3 separate regions of the Mus musculus genome follow, and all the other regions are linked to region 1. A link is a contact called in public HiChIP or PLAC-seq and promoter capture Hi-C data. All regions are on one chromosome and are shown on one strand. Each heading gives the region's core, a stretch centred on a gene start, on an enhancer-like site or on the middle of the called end of the contact. The rest is flanking DNA. Distances are from core to core; before and after follow the strand shown.

The links. HiChIP or PLAC-seq counts read pairs in DNA pulled down with a chosen protein or histone mark. Capture Hi-C pulls out chosen DNA fragments and counts their contacts.
Region 2: a promoter capture Hi-C map of adipose tissue shows a contact between it and region 1. The contact joins the promoter of Eci1 here to the promoter of Elob in region 1. A contact is called at or near these places in 1 of 39 promoter capture datasets (cranial neural crest), 1 of 484 Hi-C or Micro-C datasets (the G1E-ER4 cell line), 2 of 115 datasets of contacts at active chromatin or transcription factors (T-cell acute lymphoblastic leukemia and regulatory T cell precursor) and 1 of 9 other capture datasets (adipose tissue).
Region 3: a FOXA1 HiChIP or PLAC-seq map of pancreatic cancer cells shows a contact between it and region 1. The contact joins the promoter of Mlst8 here to the promoter of Elob in region 1. A contact is called at or near these places in 2 of 115 datasets of contacts at active chromatin or transcription factors (microglia and pancreatic cancer cells).

The regions. Positions count from the first base shown.
Region 1 is chr17:23,826,485-23,830,451 of GRCm38.p6, reverse strand. Elob (elongin B) reads left to right here and starts at 1,343. Exons shown (of 4, transcript NM_026305.2): 1 at 1,343-1,369; 2 at 1,474-1,608; 3 at 2,879-2,984. The coding sequence starts at 1,367.
Region 2 is chr17:24,424,471-24,428,878 of GRCm38.p6, reverse strand. It overlaps Eci1 (enoyl-Coenzyme A delta isomerase 1), which reads right to left and starts at 2,196. Exons shown (of 7, transcript NM_010023.4): 1 at 2,137-2,196; 2 at 1,940-2,026. The coding sequence starts at 2,176. Rnps1 (RNA binding protein with serine rich domain 1) reads right to left here. Exons shown (of 9, transcript NM_009070.2): 8 at 4,336-4,408; 9 at 2,981-3,793. The coding sequence ends at 3,694.
Region 3 is chr17:24,476,500-24,480,825 of GRCm38.p6, reverse strand. Mlst8 (MTOR associated protein, LST8 homolog (S. cerevisiae)) reads left to right here and starts at 1,748. Exons shown (of 9, transcript NM_001252464.1): 1 at 1,748-1,814; 2 at 2,368-2,506; 3 at 2,664-2,715; 4 at 2,801-2,963; 5 at 3,321-3,396; 6 at 3,493-3,645. The coding sequence starts at 2,378.

The DNA of each region.
Region 1 (3,967 bases), core at 94-2,593:
ATTAGAGAATTCCAGTGTAGGTGACCTCTATGTTAATCTGTTGTGCACATCTCTACAGAATTCTATTAACATGGTGTGGGGACTAGAAACTTGCTGGGGAGGTCTGGGAACTGTTACTAAGTAGCTGAGGATGTCTGGAAACTGCTGCTGACCCACTGTCCTTGCATCAGACGAGGTAGTTGGGACAGTCCATTACCTGGACATGAAGGCTGGAGCCTAGGGTTTTGTTTTGTTTTGTTTTTTTAAATCATCAATTGACTTCCCTGGACTTGCCCAGTTTTTAGGCCTAGTGTCCTTAACTGCCAATTTGAAGTCTGTCGTGAAGTCAGCCTAGCCTTCTCAAGGCTGTTAAAAACAATGGTCTCCAAGTAATCAGGATTTCCCCAGGAATCTCATGTTGGAATAAGGAAGGGTTTGACCTGAAACAGATGTCACAGCTCATCAGGCCATCTTGTAGGACAGTCAAATGATGGGCCATACCTTGCCTAACACTACTCATTTGTTCCATTTCAGTTTAAACAAACTCCACAGTCGACTTGGGAAAGTCACTGGACCTCTTCTTATGGCCACATTAAGTAAACCTATCAATGCTTTTCACTATTAACACTTTTTAGTTGGTGTACTGGGACCAGGTGGCCAAGTCTAGCTAGAGTGGACCCTAATAACTACAGCAGAAGTCTCGAAGAGCAATAGTTTCTCTAGCTCCTAAGAGGCCACAAAGCATGGCTGAATTGGATTTAACAAACCCTTAGACCCAAGCCTAGAGCTGGATGAGGAGAATACACAGTGGTGATCTTAGATCCAAAATTGTACATCGTCTCAAAATGGCTGTAAAGTTACCCCTCACATTCCCTGCAAGAGCTTGACCCATAAATAAACGTGGGCTGGAGAGATGGCTCGATGATTATGAGGACTGGCTGTTCTTCGAGGAGTTAGCTAGGTTCGATTTCCTGCACCCCACACGACCAGAGGACCCGACGGCCCTCTTCTGGCCTTCCCAAGCATTGCATGTAACAGTTGCATAGGCATAAATGCAGATAAAACACTCATATAAAATTGTTCATGGCAGATATGCATGAGTAGCTCTCCGTGACTCACTCTCTACGCCCCAAAGCAAGCCCAGCTTGCACCACGGATCCGAGACGGGCTCAATATATAACCACCTATAACCCAGACACCGAGATGGCGGCCAAGCACAGGAAGTGGCTTCCGGATCGCTTAAGATGGCCGCAACGGCGTGGGAGGGGCTGCAGGATAGGGGGCGGGGCGGGCGGGGCCGCGCAGAGCACGCTGGGTCGCGCTTGGGCTGCCGGGAAGGGGCGGAGCGCGGCCGCGCCGGCGCGTCGAGCCAGAAGCAGCCGCCGGGATGGTGAGCGGGCGCGGGGGGGAGGGGCGCGGGGCCGGGGGCGGCGGGGGCTCCGGGGCCACGCCGGGGGCCGCGGGCTAGCGCTGACGCGGGCCCGCCGTCCTCAGGACGTGTTTCTCATGATCCGGCGCCACAAGACCACCATCTTTACGGACGCCAAGGAGTCGAGCACCGTGTTCGAACTGAAGCGCATCGTCGAGGGCATCCTCAAGCGGCCGCCAGAGGAGCAGCGGCTTTACAAGGTGCGACGAGCGGGCGTGGCGGTTGCGCGCGCGGGGGTCCAGACAGGACACTTAACAAGGAGGTCTCTTGATCGTGCTGAAGAGCCGGCAGCATCAGGTCTCCCGGCAGCCGCCCCGCCCTGCCAGGCCGTCTTGCTCAGCGGTTGGGGAAACCGAGGCCTCGATAATCTTACGCAGCCGAAGGTCGTGGCAGAGCCAGGGTTTGTTCCTGGCTAGCCACCTTCGGCCTGTCGGGAGCCCACCGGAATCCCACTGTCACAGGGTGGGGTGGAACTCGAGGAATGCAAGTGTTGTTTAGAAGATAGGTCAAGATCCCACCAGTGATTCACCCAGCCAGTGTTTACCCTCGCCAGTCTTCTGATGTTCTAGAAACACTTGGCATTCAAGCTCACCTCCAGAAGCCAGCTCCAGTTTTGAATAAGCTAGCCTGCGGAGTTGGGTCCTCATGCCCCAATCCCGAGTCAGGCTTCCCAGAAGCGTGCCAGTAATCTAAATACATTGAGCTAATTCCAGCTGTAACTCCAGATTAGAGCCTGGATTCATGTCTCTAAAGGGCTTTTCTCACTGATACCCACTGATCTTTTTCTTGAAAGACCCTCTGCTGGTCTAGGAACCACATAGTGTTTTTAGTGCTGCTTTCTATGCTCCTCATAATTCCCGTTTTAAGGTTAAGGTTGATTTTTAAAAGAAAGGTGGGGAGTGGAGAGAAAAACTTGATAGGACTCAGGGGTGCAGCTGTGTTTAGTGTTAACATAACCTGTATGAAAGCCTAGGTTAGATCACCAGGCGGAAAAAACTGGGCAATAATCCTGTTTGGGAGCTAGATGTAGGAGGATCAGAATTTCAAGAACAAAATACTGTTTGAGATATTTTCTCAAAAAAAAAAAAAATTCCAACTACCTTTTGAATTAGATATATCTAGAGAGCTTGGAAAAGCCAGAATTCAGAGGCCTGTGAGTTTTATTTTTGTGTGTGTGATACCTGCTCTCATACAGTCCAGGTGCTCAGGTGCTCTGGAGGCCAAAGGGATCAGATCTCATGGAAGTGGAATTGTGAACCAATCTATATGGGTGCTAGAAAATGCCCTTGGAAGTCTCTGCCAGAGCTTTTAGCTGCTGTAAGCCATCAGTGCAGTCAGAGCTGGAAATTCTTGGATATAGTCCTGGAATATGTGTTTTATACTTAGGGATGCCTCTTCCTAAGTTCCTCACCTAAGTTGGCTGTCTTTGGGACCTTAGGACCTCTCCCTAAACCCTGCTTCTCTCTTCAGGATGACCAGCTCCTTGATGATGGCAAAACTCTGGGCGAGTGTGGCTTCACTAGCCAGACAGCACGGCCACAGGCCCCAGCCACAGTGGGCCTGGCCTTCCGAGCAGGTAAGATGGCTAACCTGGATGGATGGTAGCTAGCATCTGGTAACATCCAAAGAACAACAACTTTGGAAGCCTATACTGCTCCTCTGAGCTTTTAGGGAATACCTTTTCAGTCCACAAAGATCATGAAGTATTTGTTTCCTTGTTAAAAAACAAAGCATAGGGACTGGAGACATAGCTCAGCAATTTAAGGGTAGCTCTTCCAGAGGAGTTGGGTTCCATTCTAGGTCAGAAGTGTAATTGTACATCAGGGGACTGAAGCCTTCTTTAGTGTTCTTGAGCACCAGGCATGTACTTGGAGCAGACTTACATGCAAAGGGCCCATACACATAATTTTTAAAACTTGAAACATAAACAAGAGGTGTGGAAATTAAAGGTAACTTGTAGGTTCCTGGTACCACCCACATTTTTAACAGGATTTATTGAGTCCATGGCCTTATTCCACCTGATCTTTTTGTTTGTTTTCTAGAAAGAGTTTATCTATATAGTTTGGTTTTCTGTTTTTTAGACCCAGAGTTTAGTCCTGGCTGACCTGTAATTTGCTCTGCCTCTCAAGTGCTGGGATTAAAGATATTCCCCACTGAACCCAGCTCCGCCTAATTTTTTCATAGTAGCCTTGTGAGGCCATTGTCTTCACTTTGCAGATTTTGAAACTAGGACAATGAAGTGCTATAGATGACAGGCAGACTATAATGCACTTACTTGGCTGGAACAGATACCATGCCAGATTTAGCAAATCACCTTTTTTGTTTGTTTGGGGTTTGTTTGTTTTTGTTTTTTTGAGACAAGGTTTCTCTGTTATAGCCCTGGCTGTCCTGGAACTCACTCTGTAGACCAGGCTGGTCTCGAACTCAGAAATCCGCCTGCCGAGTGCTGGGACTAAAGGTGTGTGCTACCACACCCCGACAGATTGTGCCAGATAGACACGACAAGTGAAGCAAGTGATTTGGGAAAGTTAGATCATGTTATACCTATGGTGCATGCCT
Region 2 (4,408 bases), core at 947-3,446, 600 kb before region 1:
GACCTGGGTTTGATTCCTAACACCTACATAGCAGCTCATAACTGTAACTCCAGTTCCAGGGGATTTTTTTTTTAAGTTTTCTTTTTAAGAATTATTTATTTAAAAAAAAAAAAAAAAAGCCGGGCGGTGGTGATGCACACCTTTAATCCCAGCACTTGGGAGACAGAGGCAGGTGGATTTCTGAGTTCGAGGCCAGCCTGGTCTACAAAGTGAGTTCCAGGACAGCCAGGGCTACACAGAGAAACCCTGTCTCGGAATAAAAAAAAAAAAAAAAAAAAGAAAAGGAAAAAAAAAGAAACACACACACATACACACAGACAGACAGAGAGAATTATTTATTTATTTTATGTATATGAGTACACTGTAGCTGCCTTCTGACACACCAGAAGAGGGCATTGGAACCCATTACAGATGGTTGTGAGCCACCATGTGGTTTCTGGGAATTGAACTCAGGATCTCTGGAAGAGCAGTCAGTGCTCTTAACCTCTGAGCCATCTCTCCAGCCCTTCAGGGGATTTTAACATCCTATTTTTGGCCTCCACAGGCCAAAACATACAGGAAGGCAAAAACAAACAAACACCAAAAATCCTCCAAACCCACGTACATAAATAAAATAAATTAAAAAAAAAAAAGAAAAAAGTAAAGTGTGACAAACACTTGTGATCACAGCTCTTGGGAGGTAGAGGCAGGTGGGTTAAGTCTCAGCCACACAGTTACATGAGTTCCAGGCCAGCCTGGGATAAATAAAATCCTGTCTCAAACAAAAAAAACCAACAAAAACCCCATAAGCTAAAGGGACATATGGACTTTTAAATTTTGCCTTTGAAATATAGGGACCATTGGCTCTACAAAACCAAAAAAAAAAATAAATAAAACCAGTTGCTATTTTACCTTTGCTTTTTCACTAGAGATACATAAGTTACGTACTTATTACTTAAAATTATATATAAAATATATAGGTAAATATATACATGTAAAAATATATGCCACTACCTTATTACTCTAAATTGTGATGACATCTACATGATAGTCTAAACATCTTGTCACCTTTAAGTGTATAATCCACTGACTTTGCCATGGTATAGTTTTTACTGCTACCTATTGTAGTATTTTTATTTATTTCCTTTTGTGGTACTGGGATTGAAGCCTGCAGGTCTGGCACTATTAAGGCACTTCTTTCTCTCTCCAGTGCACTCATATTCTATCACTCTGGGGGGGGGGGAATCCAGACTTTGCAGACTTTGACCTCCATGTCTAGGTTGAATGCTCCCTCCCCCTATAGACTGTGATCCTAAGCTCTAGCCCTAGCTCTGTCCTCCCCTCCCAGGTTTTTCTTCCATAAGTGCATTGTCACTGTCCTGGAAAATTACAATCTCCCCCTCTCCCCGCATCGTCACTTTAAAAAACAAAACAGCACAGGAAAAGCAGGCTCCAGCCGTAGCCCAGGTTGGCCTCAACTTCACCATCCTCCTGCCTCTGCTTGTGAGGGGAGGTGCTTCCTTCTGTTGTGGGCAGGGAGCGACCCAACATTAACTAGGAAAATGTTGCTGTGCCACATTCCAGTATTAGGAAAATATTCAAAAACGCTCCCAATCATTTTTGTGAGATTTTTGAGACACTGTCTCACGTGGCTCAGACTGGCTTCAGCTGAGTTTACAAGCATGAGCCACCGCCGCAAGCTATAATCATTCTTAACTAATAGTTTAAGTAACAGACCATAACTTTAGGAACTTTAACCAAAGCTTTAAAAACTCACCCATTCTGTCATTTAAACCGCCCGGTATGAACTTAGGTTTTAATCAGAATCTGAGTTTATGTGAGCTTATGCTCACTCCCTGCTTTTGGGAATTCCAAGAGCTCATCGTCAGCCCGACCTCACAGACCGTGTGGGCTCGGAGCCCGAGGACATGAACGAGATGTGGCCCTCCCTCCCTCTCACCTGCCGGGCCCTCCGTCTCCACCAGCACCCGCTTGTTAGCGAAGCGCCGCGCGCCGTCCACCGCTTCCCTGCGCCCGAGGCGGGATCCTGCAGACAGCCCGGAGCACGTTAGCAAGCACGCCCAGACTCTCGCCACCGCCGCCCGCGCACCCAGCCCTGTGAGGCCCTGCACCAGCGCTCTCGCCCGGGCCACGCACCCGCGTGCAGCAGAAGGCGACGCGCAGCAGCCAGCGCCATCTTGGATATCAGTGGGGACTACAGAGCCAGCGGCTTCGCTTCCAGCCCGGCCTTGCAGACTCCTCCTCTCCGGCCGGCCCCGCCCCACAAGGCCAAGGTTAGCCAGTCCGCAGCGTCCAGAGGACTGGGTTTCCCCTGTGCCAGTTAGGGCAGGGTGTGTGTCCAAGAGTGCTTTCATTCTGCTGGGGCGAGCTGCCAGAGCTCAGAGGCACTTGCAGAGCTGGGATTAGGACCATAAATCAAGGCTGGCACCGTAGTGAAAAACAGACGGCCTTGCCAGCACAGGGGTGACTGGGAGGCTTTACCTAGGCTATTTGCCCCAAATAGTGCATTTTTATTTGACTCAATACTCAAGGGGCACAAACACAAGAAGTCTTCCTTTTATTCTTTTTTTTTTTTTTTTTTTGGTTTTTTGAGACAGGGTTTCTGTGTAGTCCTGGCTGTCCTGGAACTCACTCTGTAGAGCAGGCTGATCTTGAACTCAGAAATCTGCCTGCCTCTGCCTCCCAAGTGCTGGGATCAAAGGCGTGCGCCACCACGCCGGGCTGAAGTCTTCCTTCTTGGTTAAGACTTTTCTTCTGTGGTGCACCAGTATGAGACAGAAGAGAGAACTGTCCCTCCCAGTTTTCCTGCGGCGGCAGCATCTCAGGCAGAGTCAGCTTCTGAGCCCCAGGCCGTCTCACCACCTGTCCTCCTGGCTTTTAGAAATGCCACTTTGGGGATTAAACTCAAAGTGAGTTCTTAGTTGAGTCATACAAATTATGACTCTTCTGGACTAAGACAGACAGTAAAACCAGCACTCAATTTGCATTCTAATCCTAGGTTTTATTCAACAGTCCTTTCACTCTACACAAGTACAAACACAACCTTATCTAAAATGCTACAAAGTTATAAAACTCAAAACAAATTTTATAGTACTGACTGTACAATAAAAGCAAAAAGGGGCAATGTACACACTGCCAAGGTTAACCTGCAACATCACCATGAATGGCAGGTGACAACGGGGTGGGGTAGGTTTCATGAGGACCCTGTAGAACTGGCTCACAAATTCTAGAAAGTAACAGAGACACGGGGACAGAAAGGTAACCATTTGTGGAGGAATCCTTCAAAGGTTTTAGCCCTCTAAGTTGAAGCGTACTCAGCAGGGCATGGTCGGCCGAACAGAAGAGCAGTGTGGTCCTTTGCACAGGTGTGGCACAGCGGGGGCTAGACCAGGCTGTCTGGTTCTGGGTCATCTGTGGAAATCCGTGTGCTGCCATAGGTTCCAGCTGGCTCTGCTACCAGCCTATCAAGAACTGAAGGGATGAACTTTCTAGCCAGAAAACTACAGGGCACCTCTATGGGAGCAGCCGTGAACCAACAGTAGCTCTACAAGCCAGAACCCTTCTGTAGAGGAGATATCTCAACTGCTGTACCCAGTAAGGGATCCTTCTCTACAGACCCTCACTTGGCTAGAGAAAAGGACAAAACAGAGTCTGGGGAACATAAGTTACAGAGGTACGAATCAATGTCCCTGCTTATCGGGAGGAGTTGGAGCTGGATCGGCTCCTGTGGCGGCGGCGGCCAGGAGAGCGAGACCTCCTACGCACAGGGGACCTGCGTCTTGGGGATCGAGACCTGTGGGAAGAGAAGCCTGGTCAGCCAAGAGTGCAATATTCAAACAGCACAGCTATGGGACAGACTGGCCTTTCTAAGACAATTCTTTTTCTGTTCACAACCCCAAACGGTGGCTTCTGCTATGTCTCACCCGAAAGCCCCCCCCCCGCCCCCTTCTGGTTTTTCGAGACAGGGTTTCTCTGTATATAGCAGGCTATTCTGGAACTAGATCCACAGACCAGGCTGGCCTCGAACTCCCAGAGATCTGCCTGCCTCTGCCTCCCAGGTGCTAGAGTTAAATGCGTATGCCACCCTGCCTGAAAGACAGAGGGTCTCTTGGGACCCACGACAGCACAGACTCTTGAACTGGTTCCTTGGAAGGGACTCACCTGCTTGTCAACACCACAGATTTTGACTGTCCTTTCTCTGGCCAACTCCCAGTACCACATGCTGACCTGCTTTCTACATCCAACCCCAAAGGACTAAAAGTTACCACAGCCATTTAGGTTTATAAAACCTACAAAGCAGCAAGCTGGCTTAAGGACAATTCCCAATTGACTCACCTTCTCCTCATCCGTGGGGGTGACCTACGCCACATGGGAGGTGGTGGAAGCATCCTCCTAGGGGGGCTGAATC
Region 3 (4,326 bases), core at 499-2,998, 650 kb before region 1:
GAGGTAAAACAGGGACTGGGGAGAGATATAGGAAGAGGGTGTCTATGACCAGGAACCTGGGTGTGTAGACAGGGGAACCGGCCTTGGCTAAGGAGCTGGACTTACCCTCTCTGTGGCTAGAGGGAAAGGGGGTTGCAGCCCCATCTACTGGTGCAGTGGGAAGAGATCATGAGAAAGCAAGGACAACTTTGTAGAGCTGGGTAATAAAAATGGAGGCATGATAGCAGAATTGTCACCAAGAGACCAGAGAGACTTCACCTAGCCACTGATGGGGACAGATGCAGAGTGCCACAACCAAATACTAGGCGGAGTTTGGAGTCCTGCAGAGGAGGGGGGGGGGATTAGAAGAACTAGAGGGGTCAGGAACACCACAAGAACACAGAGGGGCCGGTGGACCTCCTGGGGTCTTGCAGAGTCAGAGAGCTGCTAAGGCTCTGACCTAGGTCCTCTGCATATAAGCTTGGTGTTCTGGAATCCTAACAGGGCTGGGCTGTCCCTGACTCTGCTGCCTGAGATCCTTCTCCTCTTGCTGGGTTGCCTCTTTCAGCTTTAAAGTGATAGTATGTGCCTGGTTTTATTGTAGCTTGTGTGTGTTTGGTTGATGTCCCTGGGAGGCCTGCTCTTTCCTGAGGGGAAGTACTTGGTGGTGGTGGTGGTGGGGTGAATCTGGGAGAGAGGAGAGAGGAGAGGAGAGGCTTGGGGGAGGGGAGGAAGAGGAAACTGCAGTTGGGATGTAATATAGGAGAGAATAATATTTATATTCCAGCTAGGCTTTCCCCAGCTAGGAATATAAATATTATTCTCTCCTATATGCCTCTGCCTCCCAAGTGCTGGGATTAAAGGCTGCGCCGCCACCACCACCCGGCTAATTTGCTGTTCTTGAATCAGATGTTCTACACCTATCTGTTCAATGTTATTTAGTAGACACATAAAGCTGTTGAGTGCTTGTAATGTATCTATCTAGTCTAAATTGAAACTATTCACAAGAACATGATGCACACTATATTTCAGTTTAAAATAAAAAAGCACAAAATATTTATGTTGAATGTGTTAAAAGAATATTTTTATATATTGGGTTAAATAAAAAGTATTATTAAAAATTTTAAAAAATGGAGGCATGAGAGTCTGCAGTTTTAAACGAGTTTCTGGGCTAGCTTATGTGCCCTCAGGATCAGGCTGAAAGGGTCTAGACTATGGCTACCAGATAAAGCAAATAGAAGTAACAGACTGCCCAGTTGCATTCAAACTTCTTGTAAGAAAGTAATTCTTTTAGTACAGTGTTTGAGATATGCCTATACTAAAAGAAAAAGAGAGAGAGAGAAATTAAGAAATTAAGAAATTAAGAAAGAAAGAAAGAAAGAAAGAAAGAAAGAAAGAAAGAAGGAAAGAGAGAAAAGCTAGGAAGGAAGGAAAAAAGAAAAGAAAAAATGATTTTTATCTGAAAATTTTGCATTACCTAGAAATTCTAGCTTGGTTGGTAGGGTAGGTGATTGTGTATGTCTGCGGGGGGTGGAGGGACGACGACAGTGTAATTCCTTCTGGGAGCCAAGTCTGGAAAATAGGCAGCAGTACCATGGCTGTAGTTCCCAGTGAGTTGAAGGGTGGCGTCGCGGCTGATGGCCATTCTGAGCACGATCACTTCTGGAGTTCTTCGTCTCAGAACTCTGGTATCCCTTTCAACTCCCCCACTCCCCGGACCCATGGTCTCGCCCGGAGTTACTATCGATAGCTCTACGCTCGGCCCGGCTTCTATCGACTAGCTCCTCCTCGCCTCGCCGTCCTGGACTAAGGCAGAGTGCAGAGCGTGTGTTAAGGTACGGGGGACACGGGATGAGGGCTGCTACCGACCACTGGGTGGCTAGGAGAGTGCGGTCGGGGTAATCGGGCCGGTAACACAGAGCCAGGGCGGTGTGCAGAGCACTGGGGAGCGCGGGGGTCCTGCCAGATAGCGCCCCCACCCATCCGATCCCAGTGCCGGTCAACTACGCATGCTCAGCAGCAGCAGTGCCGGGCTTTTCCTTAGTCGCCATGCGCATGCGTTGCCTACCCTTGCGAGAGACGGCGCCCGGGCGATGGCCTTCTGCGTGTGACTGCCTCCTGCTGGCTGCTGGCGAGGTGGCGTCTCCAAGCGTGAGGGTGAAGCTGAAGGAACACTCTCCCGGGAGCAAAGTAGCCGGAGTCTTTTTTTTTGAGACTGTCAGCGTGACCCTGAACACTCTTATTTTTCTTAGTTTTAAAGTGAAGTTAATACCGGTACACTGTAGTGTGCAGATTGTTATGCGTACATCTTTTCTCTCCAAACGTTTTGACCTTTGGACCTTACTTATCACCTCTTGGCCCAGTGCAGGTCTCATTTTTTTTCTCCAGCCATCAAACAATGAATACCACCCCAGGCACAGTGGGCAGTGACCCTGTCATCTTAGCAACTGCAGGCTATGACCACACGGTGCGCTTTTGGCAGGCTCACAGTGGAATCTGCACTCGAACAGTGCAGCATCAGGACTCTGTATCCTCCTCTTGGCAGCAGGATGGTGCTGGCCAGAATTAAGTATGAATGATATGTGTTTGGGGAAACTCAGGCCAGGTGGTGGAGGTCTTGATGGCCTTGTAGCCCCAAGGTTTCCCTCTCTGGGTTCTCTTCCTGTTATCCTTAACATGCTCAGCAGGTAAATGCATTGGAGATTACTCCGGACCGAAGCATGATTGCTGCTGCAGGTACCTGAGATTCTCGACCTCTGACCCTTTACTGGCCGTAGTTCTACCTGGCACACCCATGCTTCAATTCCCCCTGTGTCCCTAGGTTACCAACATATCCGCATGTATGATCTCAACTCCAATAACCCCAACCCCATCATCAGTTATGACGGAGTCAGTAAGAACATTGCATCAGTGGGCTTTCACGAGGATGGTCGCTGGATGTATACAGGTGGCGAGGACTGCACAGCTCGCATCTGGGACCTCAGGTGGTGTTGTGTGTTGGGCTGAAGAGGACGGCTGCCCGGGGAGTGGGCAGGCCAGGGGATTGTCTGTGGGCAGGCTATTCTGCAATCAGTTAGTCTTAGTGCAAGAGGGGTTGAGCGGGCGATGGAGGGAAGGTAGAAAGCAGAATAGAATTACATCAGAGAGCTAGCCTTGCCTTGAGGCTAGGGGGCCAGACTTTCCTTCCCTTTTCACTGACCTCAAGCTTGTGGAGAAAGAGCTAAACTTCACAACCATTTCTCCTAAGGTAGAAGCAACTCCTTTGAGCAGAGAATGGGGGCTTTTGGTAGAGGCATGGATCAAATCCATTAGAAGCCATGTGTAACCTTAACTCCCCACAGGTCCCGGAACTTGCAGTGTCAGCGTATCTTCCAGGTGAACGCACCCATTAATTGCGTGTGTCTGCATCCCAACCAGGTGAGGAATGCTCATGGGGCCAGGTGTCAGGGGTGGGGTGGGGACTTTAGAGGACAAGAGTATTGCTACATTTCACCTCCCTCCCCTACATCCTAGGCAGAACTCATTGTGGGTGATCAGAGCGGTGCTATCCACATCTGGGACCTGAAGACAGACCACAATGAGCAGCTGATTCCCGAGCCTGAGTCTTCCATCACGTCTGCTCACATCGACCCAGATGCTAGCTACATGGCAGCCGTCAATAGTGCCGTGAGTGCTGGGAGTGGCTCCGGGGGCATCTTGGCACCTAGCCCCTTATCTTCTGCACTTGAGTTGACTCCCTGGTTCTCTCTCAGGCCTCCCTGAGCTTCCACCCAGCTCCCAAAGTCAGGCACCTGGGTACCACTCCTCATGTCCACCTTGCGGTCTGCCATAGCCCCACCCATCAGGGCCAGTTATTTCTCCTTTCGTGTTCCAGTCCATGGCTTTGCTCATCCTTGACACTAATAAGTTTCTCTGTGGCCTTCCTGGGATGCCTGTTCTGCCCCCCTTCAACCATGCAAGTATCCTTTAGTCTTCCTGGCAAGCTGCACTGTTCTGAGACCTTAAGAAGCAACTCCTCATGGACTGTGGATGCTTTAGTTTGGGCCCTGCTCTCATCTCTAGTCTCCTATTTTCCTTTTAAATCCCAGAACATCATTTGTCCCACGTATCTGCACTCCCTCCTCCCATCCTTGGGTTGTCACATTATCTATCTCTGTGTCCTCGTTACTGCCTCCCCTCCTGCACATCTCTGTTGGCCAGCAGCAGCCTCTGGGGAGCTGTGTTTGACTTGGCTAGTGTGACCTCCTGCTTTTGGCTGGCTGGGCTCGATTCCTTGTTGGGGCTAAATTTCCTATAGACATGACCCAGGATGTCATTGGCCTTCAGGCCTTGGCCCAGGTGTCCCCA